3 separate regions of the Mus musculus genome follow, and all the other regions are linked to region 2. Evidence: chromatin contacts called from public HiChIP or PLAC-seq data. All regions are on one chromosome and are shown on one strand. The core of a region is the stretch at or near the end of the contact, and the rest is flanking DNA. Distances in the headings are between cores, read along the strand shown.

Region 1 (3,149 bases), core at 334-2,833, 2.7 Mb before region 2:
AAGTCTTCCTTCCTAACTAACTTTGGAGGGTGATGAGGGCAGCGTATCATTCAGGGACTCCATGTGTAGCCCTCGGTAGCCTGGAACTCAAGGGAAGGTTAAGTTAGCTTTGAACTTGAGGACATTCTCCTGCTTGCCTGCCTGCCTCTCAGTCCTGTTTATAGCCATGTGCCATATTAACTGTATTTTCACGAATGAGGTCATTCGTTTGAAGTTAGTATTCCTTGTAACCACTGTTGTATCATGTTTTGTGGTAGTGTTCAGTTTTAGTTTTCCTGCCTGCTTGTTTTCACAATGTCAAGAATGGAACGAAGGTTTTCAGGCTAGGCAAGTGCTCTCTGCCTTTGAGTTAGTTACATCCCCAGCCTTCTTTCGACAGGGTCCCTCTGTATAGCCTTGGCTGTCCTGACACGGAGGCTCGCCCTGTAGATTAGACTGGTTTTGAACTCAGGTGCACTTGCCCCTGCCTCCCAAGTGTTGGGATTAAAGGCAGGTGGTTCCACCACCCAGAAGAGACCCAAGGGTAGGGAGCCCAATCCGATATGACCATTATCCTTAGGGAGGAAGGGAGGGGGAGGGAGGGATGGAGAGTTCTGTGGCATGTAGAGAGAAGCCCCTATGTGTGCATGGGAAATGGCAGCCCTCTGTGTGTAGGAGGGGTCCCAGGAGAATCAAGCCTGCCAGGCCTTGGCCTTGGTTGTCCATCCGAAAGCCCGTGAGACAAATAGATTGTTGTTTGCACAGATTGTTGATGTCGACTAGCATGTCAGGTGATGAACTGAAGACCCCCATCCCTTATAACTCCATTCTAATCATCTCACTTCATTGTGGGCTTGCTTTCTCAGATACAAAATGCCAATTCTGATTAGTCACCCACAGGCTTACTGCTGTATGTAAGAAGTGGCCACGTAGGCAGCCCTCTGTGTGTGTGTGTGTGTGTGTGTGTGTGTGTGTGTGTGTGTGTGTGTGTGTGTAGAACCATGTGTGTTGTGTGCCTTTGCTCCTGCAGTTGTCTGCCTTTGGACACTCACCATTAAGCAGCTAGAGGTGCTATTGGAATTCTTTTTTTTAACACGTCATGGATTTGCTTTTGTACTTTAAAATCTCATAGTTGCTTGCTGCCAGCAAGATGTAGAAGCAGCTACGCGCAGTAAGAAGCCGGTAAAAGTGTGCGTGTACGCCCGACACGTGTGTGCACGTGCCAGTGGAAGCCAGGGGGAGGGTATCAGATCCCTTGGAGGAGCAGGCGTCTTTCGAGCAGCTTGTGAGAGCTGGAGAACGAATTCAGTCAGGTTCTGGAAGCCAGAGAGTGCTCTTAACTGCTGAGCCAGCTTCCTAGTGACCTGCCCCAGGATGTACAGTCTTGTGTGCACTTCAGCATATGCCAGGATTTACGCAGTATAGTCATACTTGTCATCGTGCATATGGAATTGAATAGAATAAATGCTTTTCAGTCTAGACTGCAGTGTGCCTTACATTGCAGTGCTCCTAAAGGCAGAGGCAGCCAACACCTAAAAGGGCCTTTGTTTGCTCAAATTACACAGGCCTCCTTTCTTTCTTTAAAGACAGGTTGGCCTTAACCTCTTTTATGTGCCTGAAGCAATGACCTTGAACTCCTGGTCTTCCTGCCTCCACCTCCCAAGTGCTGAGATAACCGTTCACCGCCACCATGTTTTTTGTAGTTCTGGGCATTGAGTCTTCTGCTGACTGAGCGCCATCCCTGGCCCTCAATTCCATCTTGAGCAGATTATAAACAGACTCTGTAGCAATCCTCCGCCCGGGCTTTCAACCCTAGGGGTGCAGGAGTCTGTGGGATCTAAGCTGGGGCTGAGTATGTGTGTGAAACCTATAGTTTCTCTCCGTGAAACCTACAGTTTGTTAACCAGAACGGCTAGGCCAGTAACCGTCACGTATCCCCTGACTCAGCTTCCCCAACACTGGACTACAGGCACAATCCCCTGTGCCTGGCCTGGCTTTCTGTGTGGATGCTAAAACTTGAATTCCCGACTGACCAAGCTGTCCCGCCACCCTTTACCTCTGGATTGTTAGGCACACAGTTGTATTTGGGAATCATCAGTAGGCCAAGGAATTGAACAGCCTTTACTCTCCTAACTTCCCTCTGCCCTTGCAGCCTCCATGGCCTTCGACTGGAGTTTCCCATTCACTCAGCCCTGTCCGAGTCTCCCAGCTCACGGGATCCCGGGAAAGTTTAGGACAGCGCAGTCCATAATAGTGTGGGGCTGGGGCTGGGGCTGGGGCTGGGAGCCTCCCTGTCTGAAACCCAAACTGACCAGGAAACAACTCTGCTGGTCTCCCTGAGCAGCAACACAGACTGCCATTGCAGTCTCTCTAAACATTCGTCTGTCCAGATGCTTGTCCCGACAGTGTGCTGGGTGCAGTGCCAGTGCCATGACCTCCTGGAAGGTAGGAACAGGGCAGGAGAACTATCTACCTGACCAAGTGGGCAGGAGATAGGATGCAAAGAAAAGATACTGACTCGCAGGTTTGCAGGGGGCTGAGAGCTGAGCCGTGGATTCTGGAAGCAGCTTTGGGGTTGATATGAACTTTTCCTCTGGTGATGAAAAATCTGAGTGTTTCCTGTGACAACCTCTGTCGTATGTGCATGTGATGTATGTGTGTGTACACACTTTTGTACAGGTGAATGCAGAGGACAGAAGTTCTTTCTCTGTCACTGGCCACCTTAGTTTTAAAAAGCAGGGTCTGACTGAACCTGTAGCCCAGCGATTGGCTAGACTAGCTGGGCAGCAAACCTCGGCAGCTCCCGACTGCAGCCCCTAGAGGCCAAGACAGGAAAACCAACGACTTGGGGGCCAGCTTGGGCTAAGGTATGAGGTGTTCCTCACCCCACCCCAAACAAACAAACAAACAAAAGAGGGCTGAGAGGAAATGTCATAGGGGGTTAGAAGCAGCTGGGAATGGGGAGGAAACATTTTGGTGCATGTGGAAGCCAATGGTGCAGATGTTCCAGGACAGCCTGGGGCACAAGAGCCCCTATTTTAACCCCACGTTCCCCTAAACCTCAGATGGCGGATAGAGGCCCCCTGTGGCAGTACTGCAGGAGGTAAAGAGATGTAGCTTTCAGCTTTTCTCTTTGAGAGCCCTGTCATGGGACTCAGGCCTGGGGAATC
Region 2 (3,008 bases), core at 297-2,796:
TGACTGTTTCCTTCTAGGATGTGGGGAAAAGAGAGTTTGTAGAAGATGAGGAGGTGGAGGAGAGTGACCTGAGTGACTTTGAGGTGAGCTCTGTGGGATAAAGAATGGCTTGTGGCCACAGCAAGGAAGGGGGGATAGGGGAGTGGGTCTGAACACAGGAGCAAAGGAACAAACGCATGGTTTGTTTTGAACCAGCTGCGCAATGAGGGGCGTAGGAGAAGGCTTGCACTTTCCCTGGTCTGACTCTCTGTTTCTACATATTAGGATATGGATAAACTGAATACTGACAGTGAGGAAGACCAGGATGATGAATCCTCCAATGATGAAGAGGCTCATAAGGCTAAGCACAAAGGCAAAGCACCCTTGAAAGGACCTTTACGGAAAAAACGGGCCTATGTGGAAATAGAGTATGAACAGGAGACAGAGCCCATGGCCAAAGTCAAAGCCACATGAGTTCCCTTCACACTGGCAGCTGTGCTCTTGTGTGTTCTGTTTCCTAAAGTATTTATATTGTTAATATTTATGTCACTTCAGTGGAGCCGAAATCTGGAGTGAGTATGAAGAGCCTTGAGTTGAGAGGCGTATTTTTATAACACATGCTGTAACAGCTTGAGCCCAAGGAATCTAACAGATGAATTCCTGGAGCTGGAATGGCACTGGCTGTAAATATTTCTAAATTACTTAGAAATGTCAGGATTTCAATTTTTTTCTCACTCAACTTTTCTTATGTGGACAAATAGAAGAGATAAAAATTTCAACTTATAATATTTTAATACAAAAATAGATTTTTACCCCCATAACTACATCCATGTGATCTGGGATAAGGAGAGCGGCCTTTCCTGCTGGTTAGTCACCTTCAGTGTCATCGCCAGGAGAATCTGCAGAGCCCTGCTGCACCTTCCTGATGCAGCTCACCACTGTGCTGTCTTCACAGGATACTGCAATTTTAGCCAGAAGACCCTGAAACATGAGAGCAAACGGGCATTGATTTCTGTAAAACCTGTTTCCCCACAGCCTTTATTCTTTTGTCACATACTCAAAAGATGAGAGACTGCATGGCCCTAGGGGAGGGTGCCTCCATCAGAACAGGTGTTAACTGAGAACTGTCCCATGCTTGTAAGTAGTGGGCTGGCTCGGAAGAACCTCCTTCATTCTAGCCAAAACAACTCCAGGTGGACCTTTGGCTGGAAAACAGACCAACACAAGGGCTGCCGTGCGATGGCCAAATAAACTGAAAAACAGCAAGCCATGCTCTAGCTCTACATATTTTGGGGTATGGATTTCTTTTCATGTTCCTTTAAACTGGAGACTTCTAATTGTGGTAAAAATGAGAAATTAGTCTTTTTGATTTTCATATAAATACACATAGACACCACAAACTATGGTCTTGAGAATTCTGTGGAATATAAAACCAAAGGAAGAATTTCCTACTAGTTAAGTATATGGAAAATGGGAGCTCGCTCAGTGGGATGGACATGAGGAGCCGAGTTCAACCCATGGTTAAAACTGGAGTCATCAGTGAGAAGCGTGCACTGCTAATCTCAGCGGGAGGGAGGGAGGGAGGGAGGACTAAGCAGGCAGATCCTAGGGCTTCCTAGGCGGCGAGCCAGCCAAGCCTCCGAACAAAATAGGTGTCCTGTCAGTCTCAAACCTGAATTTTATAAAGTCTTTGTAGCTTTTGCTTGTTCGTTTTGAGCCTCTTTTTGCTCCAAATGGTTAAATAGCATTAAAAGAGCTCAGCCAAGCCGGGCTTGGTGGCGCACGCCTTTAGTCCCAGCACTCGGGAGGCAGAGGCAGGCGGATTTTTGAGTTCCAGGCCAGCCTGGTCTACAGAGTGAGTTACAGAACAGCCAGGGTTATACAGAGAAACCCTGTCTCAAAAAAAACAAAAAGAAACTAAATAAATAATAAAATAAAAGAGCTCAGCCTTCGTACCAGAACTTAAGAGCCCTGGGGTAAGACCTAACACCCTCTAAGCTCATAGCCAACTTAGTTGGGCATACAAGGAGTGAATTACAATCAGTCGCTGGCATTACCTAGGACAGTAAAGCCAACTGACACAGCTGCAGATGCTTGCTTGCCTTACCTTCACCTGCCCCTGGGAACAGTGGTCCAGGAGAATCAGGCAGTCTGTGGCTTCCTGGAGCATTGTACTCTTAGCGGCCTCGGTTGTGGGGATCGTATCCCTCGATATATCACATATGAGTTTCAGGAGAGCCTTCAGTAAGACCACAACTCTGCAGGGAATTCTAGAATTGGGAAGAAAAGACTTCATACTCCAAACTGGAATGTTAAACTTAGGAGACTTGGACCAGGCATGGGAAAACTGAAGTCAAATGTTTGCTATCTCATTGCTGAAAACAAGACCAAACAGACTGCAGATCATTAGCCCCAAAGTTCCTGTTATTTTTACAGCACTCTGCCTGTATGCACACATTGGGATGTTAAAGAAACAGGTCAGTCTGCCAGTTTCAGAGCAGCCAGGGCTACAGTGAGACCCTATTAGCAAAAACCAGAAAACCTGTTTCCTGCCAAGGCTTGATTCCCCAGCATGAGCTGAGAATGAAGAGTCAGGATCTCTCCTGTTCAAGCCTCCCCCCACACACCCTTTTTCAAAATCAGAGGTAAGGAAACAGCTGGCAGTCATAGAACTTTACGCCTGGATTTAAAGTGTCTGCAGGTAGTGAGCGATACATGCTCATAATCCCAGCATGTGGCAGCACACAGACAGGAGGATCTAGAACTTGAGCTTTCCTATAGAGCAAACCTTGCCTTAAAAGAGAAATCAGCGGGGCCCAGCAAACACAGAAGTGGATGCTCACAGTCAGCTAATGGATGGATCATAGGGCTCCCAATGGAGGAGCTAGAGAAAGTAGCCAAGGAGCTAAAGGGATCTGCAACCCTATAGGTGGAACAACATTATGAGCTAACCAGTACCCCGGAGCTCTTGACTCTAGCTGCATATATATCAAAAGATGGCCTAGTCGGCCATCACTGGAAAGAGAGGC
Region 3 (3,241 bases), core at 636-3,135, 2.5 Mb before region 2:
TCTCTGTGTAGCCCCGGCTGTCTTAGAACTCACTTTGTTAATGAAGCTGTCCTCAAACTCACAGAGATTCACCTGCCTCTGCCTCCTGAGTGCCAGAACTCTATTGTAAACTTAAAAAAAAAAACCAAAAAACTTTTATAAGAATTGCATTAGTGAGCCGGGCGTGGTGGCACATGCCTTTAATCCCGACACTCGGGAGGCAGAGGCAGGTGGATTTCTGAGTTCGAGGCCAGCCTGATCATCAGAGGGAGTAGAAAAACCAAAAAAAAAAATTAATTATTTATTGTGTGAGTGTGTATGCATGTGTGAGTGTGTATGCATGTGTATGTGCGTATGTGTGTATGCATGTGTGAGTGTGTATGCATGTATGTGTGTGTGTGTATGCATGTGTGATGGCAGAGGAGAACTATGCAGGATTTGGTTCTTCTTTTTCCTCCATGTGGGTCCTGGGAATCAAAACGCAGGTCACGCTAGACAGCAAGCACCATTAATTGAGCCTCCAGGCCTGGTTCACTGTAAAGGTCTGATAGATGTAAATTTTTTATTTTATTTTATTTTTTTGTTTTTCGAGACAGGGTTTCTCTGTGTAGCCCTGGCTGTCCTGGAACTCACTCTGTAGACCAGGCTGGCCTCGAACTCAGAAATCCGCCTGCCCCTGCCTCCCAAGTGCTGGGATTAAAGGCATGCGCCACCATGCCTGTCAGATGTAGATATTTTAGGAAGCCTTTTAAACCCTAGATGCATGTAGCCTGTTGAACAGGGTTCTTCTTGAGAGTTCTCATATGTCCATTTCATATTTCTTTAGGTTCCTGATTTACCTGAAGAACCATCAGAAACAGCTGAAGAGGTACGCCGCCGTTTCTCTTAACTCCCTTTCCTTTGTCTGACATCAGGCAAGTCCTGCCTCCCCATGGACATGGGGAGAAGAGCGGGTTCCTGGCAGTTGCCTTGGAATCAGGTCTGAGCTTGGCATCAGATAGATGCTCAGCTGAGTGCTGCTGTGTGGGAGGGTACAGCCCGGCTTACTGCTAACAGCAGTACTGACACAGGCTTCCCTGTAGTCCTCTACTTAAGATGCAGCCTGCAGCTGCTGGTGCAGTTAGAGAGAGGTCTGCTGTGGCTGGGCTGGGACAGGATAGATTCTGCACCTGCCTGTCACCGTTTGTCTTTTCTGCTCCTGGCTGGCTTAGTTACAGATGACGGTCTGATGCAGGGGACCATGTGCCTTTAGAACCATGAAGTTATTAGTCAGCATGCCTAGAAAGAGAACTGTCTGCATCCCATGAAGTTTAGCATCCATTAGACTCCTAAGAAAACAGCTTTTGAAGCAGCCATGCATGTTACTACTTTGGAAAATCTGAAGCTTTCTCACAGATAAAGATAATTGAGAGCAATCCAGATACGGAATCCCCAGGAGAAAGACATTTGTGTGTGTGTGTGTGCCTGCAAGAGTTTGTGCCCCACACGAGTGCAGGTGCCCACGGAGGCCAGGGGCGGTTGTTAGATTCCCTAGGACGGGGTTGCTGGCGGTTGTGAATCACCTGATGTGGGTGTTGGCAACTGAACCCAGGTCCTCTGCAGAAGCAGCACATGCTCTCCAGCCCCTTTAAAATACACACAGTTTTTTCTTTTAGATTTTATTGTGGAGTTCTCAAGGGTCCTGCCTGTGGTTTAACAATAGAGGCATGGGGACATCTGTAGAGTATAAGGCTTGTTTGCTGAGGGCAGGCCTCAGCTAGCCCATCTGACTTAACCTAACTGCCCCACCATTACACCTCTGCACGTGGCTCTCCTTGCTGTACGTCCTTGCTCTTCTCCTGATGAGCAAGCCTCCGTCTCTGACTTTCTCTCTCTCCAGTGGTTCTGCCCCAGCTCCAGCAGCTAGCTCTTTATTATGCAAAAAGTCACATTTATTCATTCCATCTGAACCAAGCAGCCCCAGGACAATGCCTGGTCCATCTCTCTGTTGCCTTTTGGCATTAAGGGCTAAGTGGCTTCCCCTGCTGCAGCCTGCCTTTTGGGGCAGGTATGAAAGTGACAAATATTTACATATTCTGCTATCCTGGAGTAGAAATTAACAATTGAGAAAACAGGGACACCTTTTTTTTCTTTAAGATTTATTATTATACGTAAGTACAGTATAGCTGTTTTCAGACACACCAGAAGAGGGCGACAGATCTCATTACGGATGGTTGTGAGCCACCATGTGGTTGTTGGGATTTGAACTCAGGACCTACGGAAGAACAGTCAGTGCTCTTAACCGCATGAGCCATCTCACCAGCCCAGGGGCACCTTTCTTATTCAGTTGATAAGATATCCCCAAATCATTTGATATGTATGAGTGTTTTGCCTGAATATATGTCTGTCTGTCCACCACATGCATGCCCATTATCTTAAGACTATTATTGCTGTGAAGGGACACCATGACCTTGGCAACTCTATAAAGGAAAACTTTAATTTGGACTGGCATACAGTTCCAGAGGTTTAGTCCATTATCTTTTTTAAAAAAAAATTTATTTTTTTATTATATATAAGTATACTGTAGCTGTCTTCAGACACCCCAGAAGAGGGCATCAGATCTCATCACGGATGGTTGTGAGCCACCATGTGGTCGCTGGGATTTGATCTTGGGAAGAGCAGTCAGTGCTCCTAACCAGAGCCATCGCTCCAGCCCTGTTTAGTCCATTATCATCGTGGTGGGAAACATGGCAGCATCCAGGCAGACATGGTACTGGAGATGGAGCTGAGAGTTCTACATCTTGATTCATAGAAAACAGAAGACTGTGTCACTGAGTGTAGTGACACACTTCCTCTAACAAGGCCACACCTCCTACTAGTATCACTCCCTATGGCCAAGCATTCAAACACATGCGTCTATGGGGCTAACTATTCAAACCACCACACCTGTGCATGTCCAAAGAGTGCATCATAACCCTAGGGTTGGGGTTAGTTTGTCAGCTGCTATGTAGGTGCTGGGAATTGAACTTGGGTCTTCTGGGAGATCAGCCAGTGTGCGTAACCATCTCTTCTACCTACTTACACATTTTTTTTTTTTTTGAGGTAGTTTCATGTAGTCAAGGATGTCCTCAGACCCACTGTGTAGTTGCAGATCATCTTGAGCGTCTGGTCCTCTTGGCTCTACCTTTGCAGCTAGGAAGGAACTGCTTGTACCACCATATGTGGTATAGAGTTAGGTCCTGGTTCTTCTTCCTAGCCACATGCTCTCAGAAATAAGACTCAG

What was found. HiChIP or PLAC-seq counts read pairs in DNA pulled down with a chosen protein or histone mark.
Region 1: a contact with region 2 is called in an H3K27ac HiChIP or PLAC-seq map of embryonic stem cells, with 5 read pairs. The contact joins two enhancer-like sites. A contact is called at or near these places in 2 of 39 promoter capture datasets (cranial neural crest and embryonic stem cells) and 1 of 115 datasets of contacts at active chromatin or transcription factors (embryonic stem cells).
Region 3: an H3K27ac HiChIP or PLAC-seq map of embryonic stem cells shows a contact between it and region 2, with 10 times the contacts expected there. The contact joins two enhancer-like sites. A contact is called at or near these places in 3 of 39 promoter capture datasets (cranial neural crest, embryonic stem cells and frontonasal cranial neural crest), 7 of 115 datasets of contacts at active chromatin or transcription factors (embryonic forebrain, embryonic stem cells, large pre-B cells and 1 more) and 1 of 9 other capture datasets (adipose tissue).

Annotation. Positions count from the first base shown.
Region 1 is chr8:33,828,230-33,831,378 of GRCm38.p6, reverse strand. The region is part of intron 5 of Rbpms (RNA binding protein gene with multiple splicing); the gene reads left to right. Among named protein-coding and RNA genes, the nearest start is that of Smim18, 82 kb to the right of the region's middle. Within about 2 kb of position 1,583, at least 16 of the 459 cell types and tissues checked have an H3K27ac peak or open chromatin away from gene starts, as enhancers often do. A contact at or near this core is called in embryonic stem cells, where this site is marked.
Region 2 is chr8:31,157,834-31,160,841 of GRCm38.p6, reverse strand. Tti2 (TELO2 interacting protein 2) reads right to left here. Exons shown (of 7, transcript NM_144927.3): 6 at 2,087-2,249; 7 at 753-960. The coding sequence ends at 847. Mak16 (MAK16 homolog) reads left to right here. Exons shown (of 10, transcript NM_026453.3): 9 at 18-83; 10 at 265-1,374. The coding sequence ends at 453. Among named protein-coding and RNA genes, the nearest start is that of Tti2, 9.0 kb to the right of the region's middle. Within about 2 kb of position 1,546, at least 4 of the 459 cell types and tissues checked have an H3K27ac peak or open chromatin away from gene starts, as enhancers often do. A contact at or near this core is called in embryonic stem cells, where this site is marked.
Region 3 is chr8:33,623,930-33,627,170 of GRCm38.p6, reverse strand. It overlaps Ubxn8 (UBX domain protein 8), which reads left to right. Exons shown (of 8, transcript NM_178648.2): 6 at 806-847. Among named protein-coding and RNA genes, the nearest start is that of Ubxn8, 16 kb to the left of the region's middle. Within about 2 kb of position 1,885, at least 38 of the 459 cell types and tissues checked have an H3K27ac peak or open chromatin away from gene starts, as enhancers often do. A contact at or near this core is called in embryonic stem cells, where this site is marked.